Regions from separate parts of the Mus musculus genome. Here all the other regions are linked to region 2. The links are chromatin contacts, called in public Hi-C and HiCAR-type maps. All regions are on one chromosome and are shown on one strand. Each heading gives the region's core, a stretch centred on a gene start, on an enhancer-like site or on the middle of the called end of the contact. The rest is flanking DNA. Distances are from core to core; before and after follow the strand shown.

What was found. Hi-C and Micro-C count contacts between places; a contact is called where the count stands out from the background. HiCAR-type assays count read pairs that join an accessible place to other places.
Region 1: a contact with region 2 is called in a HiCAR-type map of embryonic stem cells, with 4 times the contacts expected there. The contact joins two enhancer-like sites. A contact is called at or near these places in 10 of 484 Hi-C or Micro-C datasets (embryonic stem cells, olfactory sensory neurons, rod photoreceptor and 1 more), 3 of 115 datasets of contacts at active chromatin or transcription factors (all in embryonic stem cells) and 1 of 9 other capture datasets (embryonic stem cells).
Region 3: a Hi-C map of embryonic stem cells shows a contact between it and region 2, with 2.4 times the contacts expected there. The contact joins two enhancer-like sites. A contact is called at or near these places in 2 of 484 Hi-C or Micro-C datasets (both in embryonic stem cells), 1 of 115 datasets of contacts at active chromatin or transcription factors (embryonic stem cells) and 1 of 9 other capture datasets (pancreatic islet).

The regions. Positions count from the first base shown.
Region 1 is chr9:49,934,924-49,937,623 of GRCm38.p6, reverse strand. No RefSeq gene overlaps it. Among named protein-coding and RNA genes, the nearest start is that of Gm25633, 110 kb to the right of the region's middle. Within about 2 kb of position 1,398, at least 24 of the 459 cell types and tissues checked have an H3K27ac peak or open chromatin away from gene starts, as enhancers often do. A contact at or near this core is called in embryonic stem cells, where this site is marked.
Region 2 is chr9:49,713,841-49,716,698 of GRCm38.p6, reverse strand. All of the region lies in intron 1 of Ncam1 (neural cell adhesion molecule 1), which reads left to right. Among named protein-coding and RNA genes, the nearest start is that of Ncam1, 84 kb to the left of the region's middle. Within about 2 kb of position 1,413, at least 10 of the 459 cell types and tissues checked have an H3K27ac peak or open chromatin away from gene starts, as enhancers often do. A contact at or near this core is called in embryonic stem cells, where this site is marked.
Region 3 is chr9:49,532,848-49,535,580 of GRCm38.p6, reverse strand. The region is part of intron 13 of Ncam1 (neural cell adhesion molecule 1); the gene reads left to right. All of the region lies in intron 2 of Gm11149 (predicted gene 11149), which reads right to left. Among named protein-coding and RNA genes, the nearest start is that of Gm11149, 16 kb to the right of the region's middle. Within about 2 kb of position 1,275, at least 66 of the 459 cell types and tissues checked have an H3K27ac peak or open chromatin away from gene starts, as enhancers often do. A contact at or near this core is called in embryonic stem cells, where this site is marked.

The sequences.
Region 1 (2,700 bases), core at 149-2,648, 220 kb before region 2:
TCCAAGATCTCCAGCTTGTTTGACCTGGAGTTTCTTTTCGAAATTTTAATAAAATTGTTTTTGAGTTTCCTTTTGGAGTCCATTCTTAAATAGCTTTACTAGTGAGACTAAGAATCCAAAAAATGGTACTTTCCCAAAATTTCAGGTACCAGTATTCTTACTCTGGGAGATTGAGAATCTAGTAAAAATTGCATCTGCCTAACAAGTCTACCACTATAACCCTTCTTTCCATAAAGCCCCCTATATTCCCAGTCACCTTGCCACAATCACTACCCTTAGAGACTTGAGAATTTTGCTTTTCGCTTGTTTCTCTACAATTCTTGTATCATTCTTGTTTAGAAGGCACCATTCTTAGTCTACTTATTGAGCTTCCTATGGAGGGTACACACTTCAGTCTAATATATATATATATATATATATATATATATATATATATATATATATGTGTACATTTACATATATGTACACACATATATACACATACATATATGTACATATACATATATGTACATATATACACATACATATATATTGTATGTGTATGTATAATACATATGTATATTGTATATCTGTAGTATATTAAACATTTGAATCTTTTTCCCTTTTTAACCTGTCTTATGCCGTGTGCATTTTAGATATAGACATTATAATTTAAAATAGGGGAGGAAAAAAAATCCTCTCCCTCTCTCCCTGTGGGCCAGGGCAAATGCAACTCATGTTCCATGATTTGGCCCAAGCTTCAGTCTCCAATCCCATTTTCCCTGGCGTGTGGCCCCACCGCCATTTTTGATAAAGTGTTTTCCTATTTGGTAATTGTTCAACCTGCAAAAGCCCTATCAGTCAGCTCCCAGAGGGGAGACATATGAGTGACATCACAGACCCTGAGAGAGATCTTCATCGTGGGAACAGAGCCACAGAGAGCAAGTTCTGTGCTCACACTCCAGGGGCCTGATTTATCTACTGTTCTCATTCAGCAAAGGAGAAATCTCCACGTTCAGAAGATCCAAGCCATCAGAACAGTTAAAAATGTTCCTTGGTGCCAGCGCAGAGTTTAGGGTCCAGGTCTTGGCAGCAGCAGATATGGAAAGCCTACATCTTGGGAATCCAACTGCCCAGTCAGTGACTGTCTCCTGATTTACTCAGGGGTGGGGAATTGGAGACACCTGGTATCTTTCCTCAGCTTCCAAAAGACTTTTCCTCTCCCTCTACTGTTGCTCACTACAATGCCCCCTCCCCCAGTGCTCTCTCAATTCAATCTAAGAACCGCTCTCTTTGGATCAGAGAATGAATTCAGGATCAGCCCAAGGGAGAGATGCGTTAAAACAAGAATATCCATCTGGCTCCCACAGAGAGATGAGGGCAGGGTGGGGGAGGTGTGGGCTCATCCCATTAGCCCCTCTGCAGCAGGGACCCCTCCTCATCCCCAGGATCTCCATTGTTACACAAACGAAGTCCCTGGTACTAGAGTGTATTGGATGCAAATTGAATTAAGTCTCCATCTGTTATTCATTGCAGAAATGGGACTGATTTTCCCCCTTTCCTTTTCTGATTTTTTTTTAACTCTCCATGTTTCATACTTGCTAATGAGTGGATCTAATAGCATTAGGACTATGGGCTGGAGGCAGCTCTGCTCAGACTGGAGCCTTCTTACACTCCTCGCCGCCCCAAGAGACACACTCCCCCTCCCGCCCTCCTTTTGCATTCCTGCTGCCTCGGGCCTCCTAGAAAAAGTACCCAAGCTGTTGATTCAAAATAGATATTCATTTGCATGAAATTAGCATGTTGCTCATTTAATTCTTCATTCCACCCCCAGTCCCTTCATCCCAGGTCCTGTTCGGGATACAGACTGGCCTGGCTAGTGCAGGGAAAGAGCCCTGCACTTTAGACAATTTCTCCAGGAGCAGTTTTAGAAGAGATGTATACATCAGGGCTGAGGGCAGCCCAGGACAGCAGAAGGAAGCAGATACCTGTGAACCAAAGCTTTCATCAAGGTTTTGCCGCTGTACCTGTTGTTAGCATCTCTCTTGGGAAAGCATGATTGACAGGGTGAGAGCCAGGGAGGTAAGTGGGGTGCTGTACAATAGGGAGAGAGAGAAATTGAGAAGATCTTGGAAGGGAAAGAAGCCACTTGCCCCTGGGATCCAGGTTGCATTGCTCCATGGCTGAGAATCAAAACCTTCAATACAAATGACAAAATCAAGATTGTCTATGAAGACAATACGTGCATTTCCAAGAGATCTCATACAGGGATACTAAAGATAACAGATGGACTGTACTCACTCATGGCCATAGTATTTGTGATCTCTGAATTTAAACCTATCAGCACTTTGATCTCCTCCCTAAACCTGAACAATGAACCATCTTACCCATTTCATCACAAAGAAGAAATTTTGTGTGTGTGTGTGTGTGTGTGTGTGTGTGTGTGTGTGTGTGCACGCGTATGTGAAAGTCAGAGGATAACCTACAGTATCTTTCCTCAGGCACTGTAATGACTTGTATTTTCTTTTGTAAATGAAACTTAAATGACATGTGTCCCCAATAGCGTCACACATTTGAGCACATGTCCTAGTTGGGGTTACTGTCTGGGGGAGGTTATGGGGCCTTTAGGAGGTGGAGCACTGCTGGAGGAAGTAGGTCACTAGGGTAGAAGCCTTCCAGTCTGCTCTCTCTGCTTTGAGTTTGGAGTTGGTGTTAGGATAA
Region 2 (2,858 bases), core at 164-2,663:
AAGACCAAGCTGCACATCTGCTACATATGTGAAGGGAGGATTAGGTCCAGCCTGTGTATGTTCTTTGGTTGGGGGTTCAGTCTTTGAGAGCCCCAAGGGTCCAGGTTAGTTTCTGTGGGAACTCCCATCACTTTACAGAAGAGATTTCTGAGTCTCTGCATTGCTGTCTCCACATCTCTTTGTCTTGTGCATGTCTCCTGTGTCTATAGTACATGTGGCATGCCATCATCTTTCAGGGCCTGTGTCTAACAGATCTGCGTGTCCTTGCAGGGCCGACAGCATGAGGCAGTCAGTTTACACATGACTATAAGGGTATAAATATAACCTGGATGTTTTGAGTATTTGCCATGTTGTAGTAAAATTTCACAGTAGTTTATTCAGGATCACTGTTTTTAGTGATATTTTCATATAATATTTAACCTTGGCAAGATTTGTGTAAAGCCAATAAAATCTGTTTAGCTAGAGGAAACAAGACTTGCTGGCTCCTTTTGAAATCAATGAACACAGGGTGGGAAGAAAATTGTTTCCTTTCTCTCTGTTCGCTTCCATCTCGTTCCATATCAGCCTGTTGAAGCAACTCTGGACCTGTAACCCCTTCCCAAACTGCTCACACATCAGGGTTGGTTTGCCAGGTTTTACCTAACTCTTTCGGGAGAATAAGAAAGAGATTTTTAAAATAGAATTAAACAATTTTTAAATTTGTTTCATTGTACTTGTATGTTGCTAGTTCTTACACACTCACACACATACACATGTAGATAAACACTCTTACACATTCATAGACACACCCACACATACACATATAAACACTCTAACACATTCATACACAAACACACTCACACATTCACTCACAGTCACACAGACGTATACACACAGTTACACAGTCACACACAGAGATGCACACTCATTCATACACAATTACACACATACTCAGACATACAGTCACACATACAGACTCACACCCACAGTCACACATACAGACTCACACACACGGTCATACCTACAGATTTATACACACTCACTCACATTCTCTCTCTCTCTCTCTTTCTCTCTCTCTCTCTCTCTCTCTCTCTCTCTCTCTCTCTCTCTCTCACACACACACACACACACACACACACACAAACAGGTCAAATTTTGAACTAAACAGCTCCTGCTTTTAATGTGCTTTTTAAATGTCTAAATGCTTTGTTGAAATGAAGATGCAAGTTTGGTTTGGCCATGACCATTATCCTAGGACAAGGAGGAAAGCATGTTTTACCTGGCCAGGAAGAACCCCAGCCTTGGGCAGCCTCCCTCTGACTCCACATCTTCCTGGGCTGTGGGAAAATATGGCTGCCTTCCAGCACCTCCCTGGAGAGACAGAGAGAAATCCTCAAAGGTGTGGCAGGGGCTCAGGAGCAGCTGTCAGCAGTTGGGAAGGTGAGGCACCTGCTGGGAAAATGATAGTAGTGCAAGAAGGTAGCACACAAAGGCCTGAGGCCCAGGAGAGGCCTTCAAAGCTATCCTTCCTGAAGCAGCCTCATGGGAGCCATCTTGGAGTACCTGCAGAGGAACCCTGTGGACTGAGACTACAGGATGCAAGACAGGAGAGCACGCTGGAGCCAGATCCGAGGCTCAGAGACACCAGCATGCATTATTTATACCTCCTGACAATACATACCACAGACAAATTTAACGGATAGATAATATTATTCTTTCTTTTGTTCACTTTTGATTGGTTCCAGCTAGAAAAAAGAAATTCCTTTATTTTATTTCAACCTGTCTGCTAAACTAGGCCAGTGTGTCATAGAAACAGACTTTTTTCTTTGAGATGAGTGAAGTGTCCAACTCGAAGAAATTTTTCTTTGAATCAGTGGATTATTTCTTTTTAATTGGCTTTTTAACTGTGTTTCATTCTTTGAGGATCAGTCCTGGGGGAACGTTAGAACCTCTGTCATTTAAAGCTTTGAGGTAAGATGACTGAACTACAAAGCTGAAGGTGAATTTTTTAAAAGGTGAATTATAGAATGTTCCTCCATCCCTATTAGTGGCATTGAGAGAAAGTGATGTGGGAGAGAGGCCATCTTTTGATAATTATTTATCAGTGGCTGTGTGTTGGACTACACTAATGCAAAAGCTAGAAAGTCACAGTTAATGGTATTATTTGCCACTCAGTAGGTGCCAGGTGCTGGTTAAGCCCCTTGCTTATTAGACTCATTTTATCCAGTCCCAGAGGATTGATATTAATACCACCTCGTGTCACAGTGGAAGATACGAAGAGTAAAGAGCTTAGGGAACTTGCTGGTAACAGAGGAGGCCTGCTTTGAACACAGTCAGTTGGGTGCAGGAGCCCAAGGTCTCTGCTGGTAAGCTTGCCTACCTCCTCGATTCTACTGGTGGGATCAAAACACAGCTGTTGGAAGGCACACAGGGCCTGCAACTTCTGCATAGTGTTTATAGATAGCTCAGTTGCCCAAAACTAGAACTTGCTTTTGCAGCAAGAGATGAACAGGAAATAGCTATTTTCAATAGCAAGATCAAAGATCCTGGCTGGGAAAATACATGCTTAGCCTCTTAAATGTTTTCATGGTAACAGCATAGCAGATGTAGATATATAGGTAGGTAGATAGATAGATAGATAGATAGATAGCAAAAAAGGCAGATAGGGAGGTAAACAGGGAGGATGGAAAGGAAGGAAGAGAGGAGGAGGAAGAGAAGGAAGAAGAAAGGTGGGTAATGAATGAGTGGATAGATAAATAGGAAGAAAAAGAAAGGAAGGAAGGAAAGAAGGAAAGAAAAAGGTAGGTAGAAGATAGGTAGATAGATAGAGATAAAGAGATAGAGATAGATAGATAGATAGATAGATAGATAGATAGATA
Region 3 (2,733 bases), core at 26-2,525, 180 kb after region 2:
TTGGGGATATCTTATCTCTTGCTGCATGAGTCCTTTGTAAGCAAAAAAAAAAAAGATTATCTTTGATAAGCTCTCCAAAATATTTATATTAATATTGATAAATTGGGGCAATAGGAATGAGTGACTGACGCACTGTCTCTGATACATATGTGTGTGTGTATATACACACACACATATATATATATATATGTCTCTGATACATACGTGTGTGTATATATATATATACATACACACACTGATATGCATAATTTGTACTTTTGGGTATGTGAGTTTTATGTCCTTTCTGGCCCTCACCATTTAGTGCCCTTTCCAACCTTCATGTTTCCATAGCAACCTGGCCTCTTCCTGTCCTTCCAACCACAGACCTGTCTAGTGAGTACAGAGCCGGCTGCTCTGGGCAGCGCCTCTGCTCTGCTCGCAGTAGCACAGTCTACAGTGTGACTGCATGGAGGCTCCCAGCCTTGAGTGGTTTCTAAGCATGCTGTCTGTTTAGCCAAGAAAGCAAATGGAGTCGCCTCCAAAAGAATAAGGGGTGGCTGTTTGTGCTTGTGGAGACCTTTCCATATTGACATTTGTGTTTAAAACAGAAAAGAATTGGGAAAACATGGGGGGGGAGCAAAGTATGGCAACTCCTTCCCACAGTTTTACTGTTCATGCCTCATGGGATTGTGCTCGTACACACACACACACACACACACACACACACACACACACACACAGAGAGAGAGAGAGAGAGAGAGAGAGAGAGAGAGAGAGAGAGAGAGAGAGAGAGCGCAATATAATAAAGTGAGGAAGGCCTGGGAGCAAGAGGAAACCAGAGGAAGTGGAGAGAGCTGCTCAGAGAAAAGGAGAAGGACCTGTGCCCCTGACAACATGGCAGCCCGTGTCTCACAACAGAGCCTGTAGCTCTGTCCCCCTTCATTCTGGTCCCCCGAACACTTGGTGCTAGAAAAATAATAGAACAATGCCACCTCCTAGGCTGCTGGGTTGGAAGGGCTAGACGTCCTCTCCAGACAGTAGGATCCAAGGGACAAGAGCATCCCCCTAGACTAGCCTGAAAACCTGGCTGAGTCCGAGCTGCAGGCATCCAGGCTGGCCTTAATGATGTGAGGCCACATGGGTGCTGGGGGCCTAAGGCCCTCGGCTAGGCAACAAGAGCCTTTGCACTGTGACTGTGTATATTACAGCACTTGAGGCTGGAGGCCAGGGAGAGCTGGTCCTGCCTCCCACCAAGCAGCAGTCAGCTAAGGCAGGTGATGACGGGTCTACGGAGTTCAGCTCCCACACCCTGGCTAAGGCCTCCCATACATAATTAAAGAGGGGAGAACCGTGCTTCCTGGTTGTGTATACTGCATGGAATGGTTTTTTTTGTTGTTGTTGTTTTCCTCCTGTGGTAGACAGCTACGGGGGCTGCTTTCTCAGTGGTCCTCTGTGTGTGGCTGCAATGACTTTCAGTTCCTGATGCCTTTGTGGTTTGGTTTTGTGAGAGGAACAAGCATGACAATAAGCTGGGCTCATTTGCACGGGTTGGAGGGTTTTCTTGTTTGTTTGTGGTGTATTTGCATTTGAAAGAGGAATTCTTCTAACTACTCCCCTCTACCACAGTGGCTCCGCCCTCCCCCCCTCCCCCCTCCCCCCGCCCCCATCCCTCCTGCTATATAAGTCCCAGGAAATAGGAGAAAGCTACAGGACCCATTTGCACAACCCTGTCCTGTTTGAGACACCGCTTTGCATCTTTGGTCTTGTCTGTCAATGAAACACAATCTTGGCTCCAGACTTCTCCTGAAGAGGAATGAAATATTTCTCCCCTGACGGGTGTTTCGGTTTTTATATTTCTTCAGACATTTCTACCCACAGATAAGATGCTTAGTTGTGAAATCTGAGCAGGAGGTTGGAGTCTGTTTTATTTGAACCACTTGACTACTGACCCAAATCATAAGTCCCAGAGGACAGTGAGATAAAGCATAGGGTATCCCGATTGGCAGCAGCCTGAGTTAGCAGGAATGTATTAGTCACCATAGGATCAAGATGCAGAGGATGTGAGCCACCGTGCAAAGGAAGCCGAGTAGCTGGGGTCATGTAGAACTCCGTCAGTCAGTCAGACAACACGGGTGAAATTAAATAATATCTCCTACAGAGGTGTAGTTGTGTGTATGTGTGTTTCTGAGTGTATATGTATGTGTGTGTGTGTGTGTGTGTGTGTGTGTGTGGTGTATATGTGTGTGTGTGTGTATATCTATGTGTGGTAATAATCTGTTTATAACCATAGGTGAAGGAAGTTTTCATAAAGCGTATCAAGAGAAACTACTTGTCACATATAAGCCCTTCCAGGCTTGCTTGGGAAGAACCTGTGTCATGATAGACCATAAGACCGTGCATTCTGTCAGCTCACAGTGGGACAGGGATATGACACTCACAGCTAAAGCGCTTCTCGCTCATTCAACAGAAGCATGCTTTCAAAAGATGTCTTGACCTTACATCTTTTCCCTTTTCTCTTAACCTCAACTGTCAAAAGCTAGAACTTCCTTCCCCCAACACCCAGGCCTGTGAAAGTTACAATTAGGAAACTTAAGACTCTTAGGGTCGGTCATTCAGTCACAAACTGTAATGTGGGGTAAAGCACATGGCAAAAGGAACATAGGTGAACTGAAACCCTGGTTTACACCGTAAACCTCGAGATCCTGTCTTATCCATGTAGTCTTGGCAACTCTGAAGGCAGCATTGGATCCATGA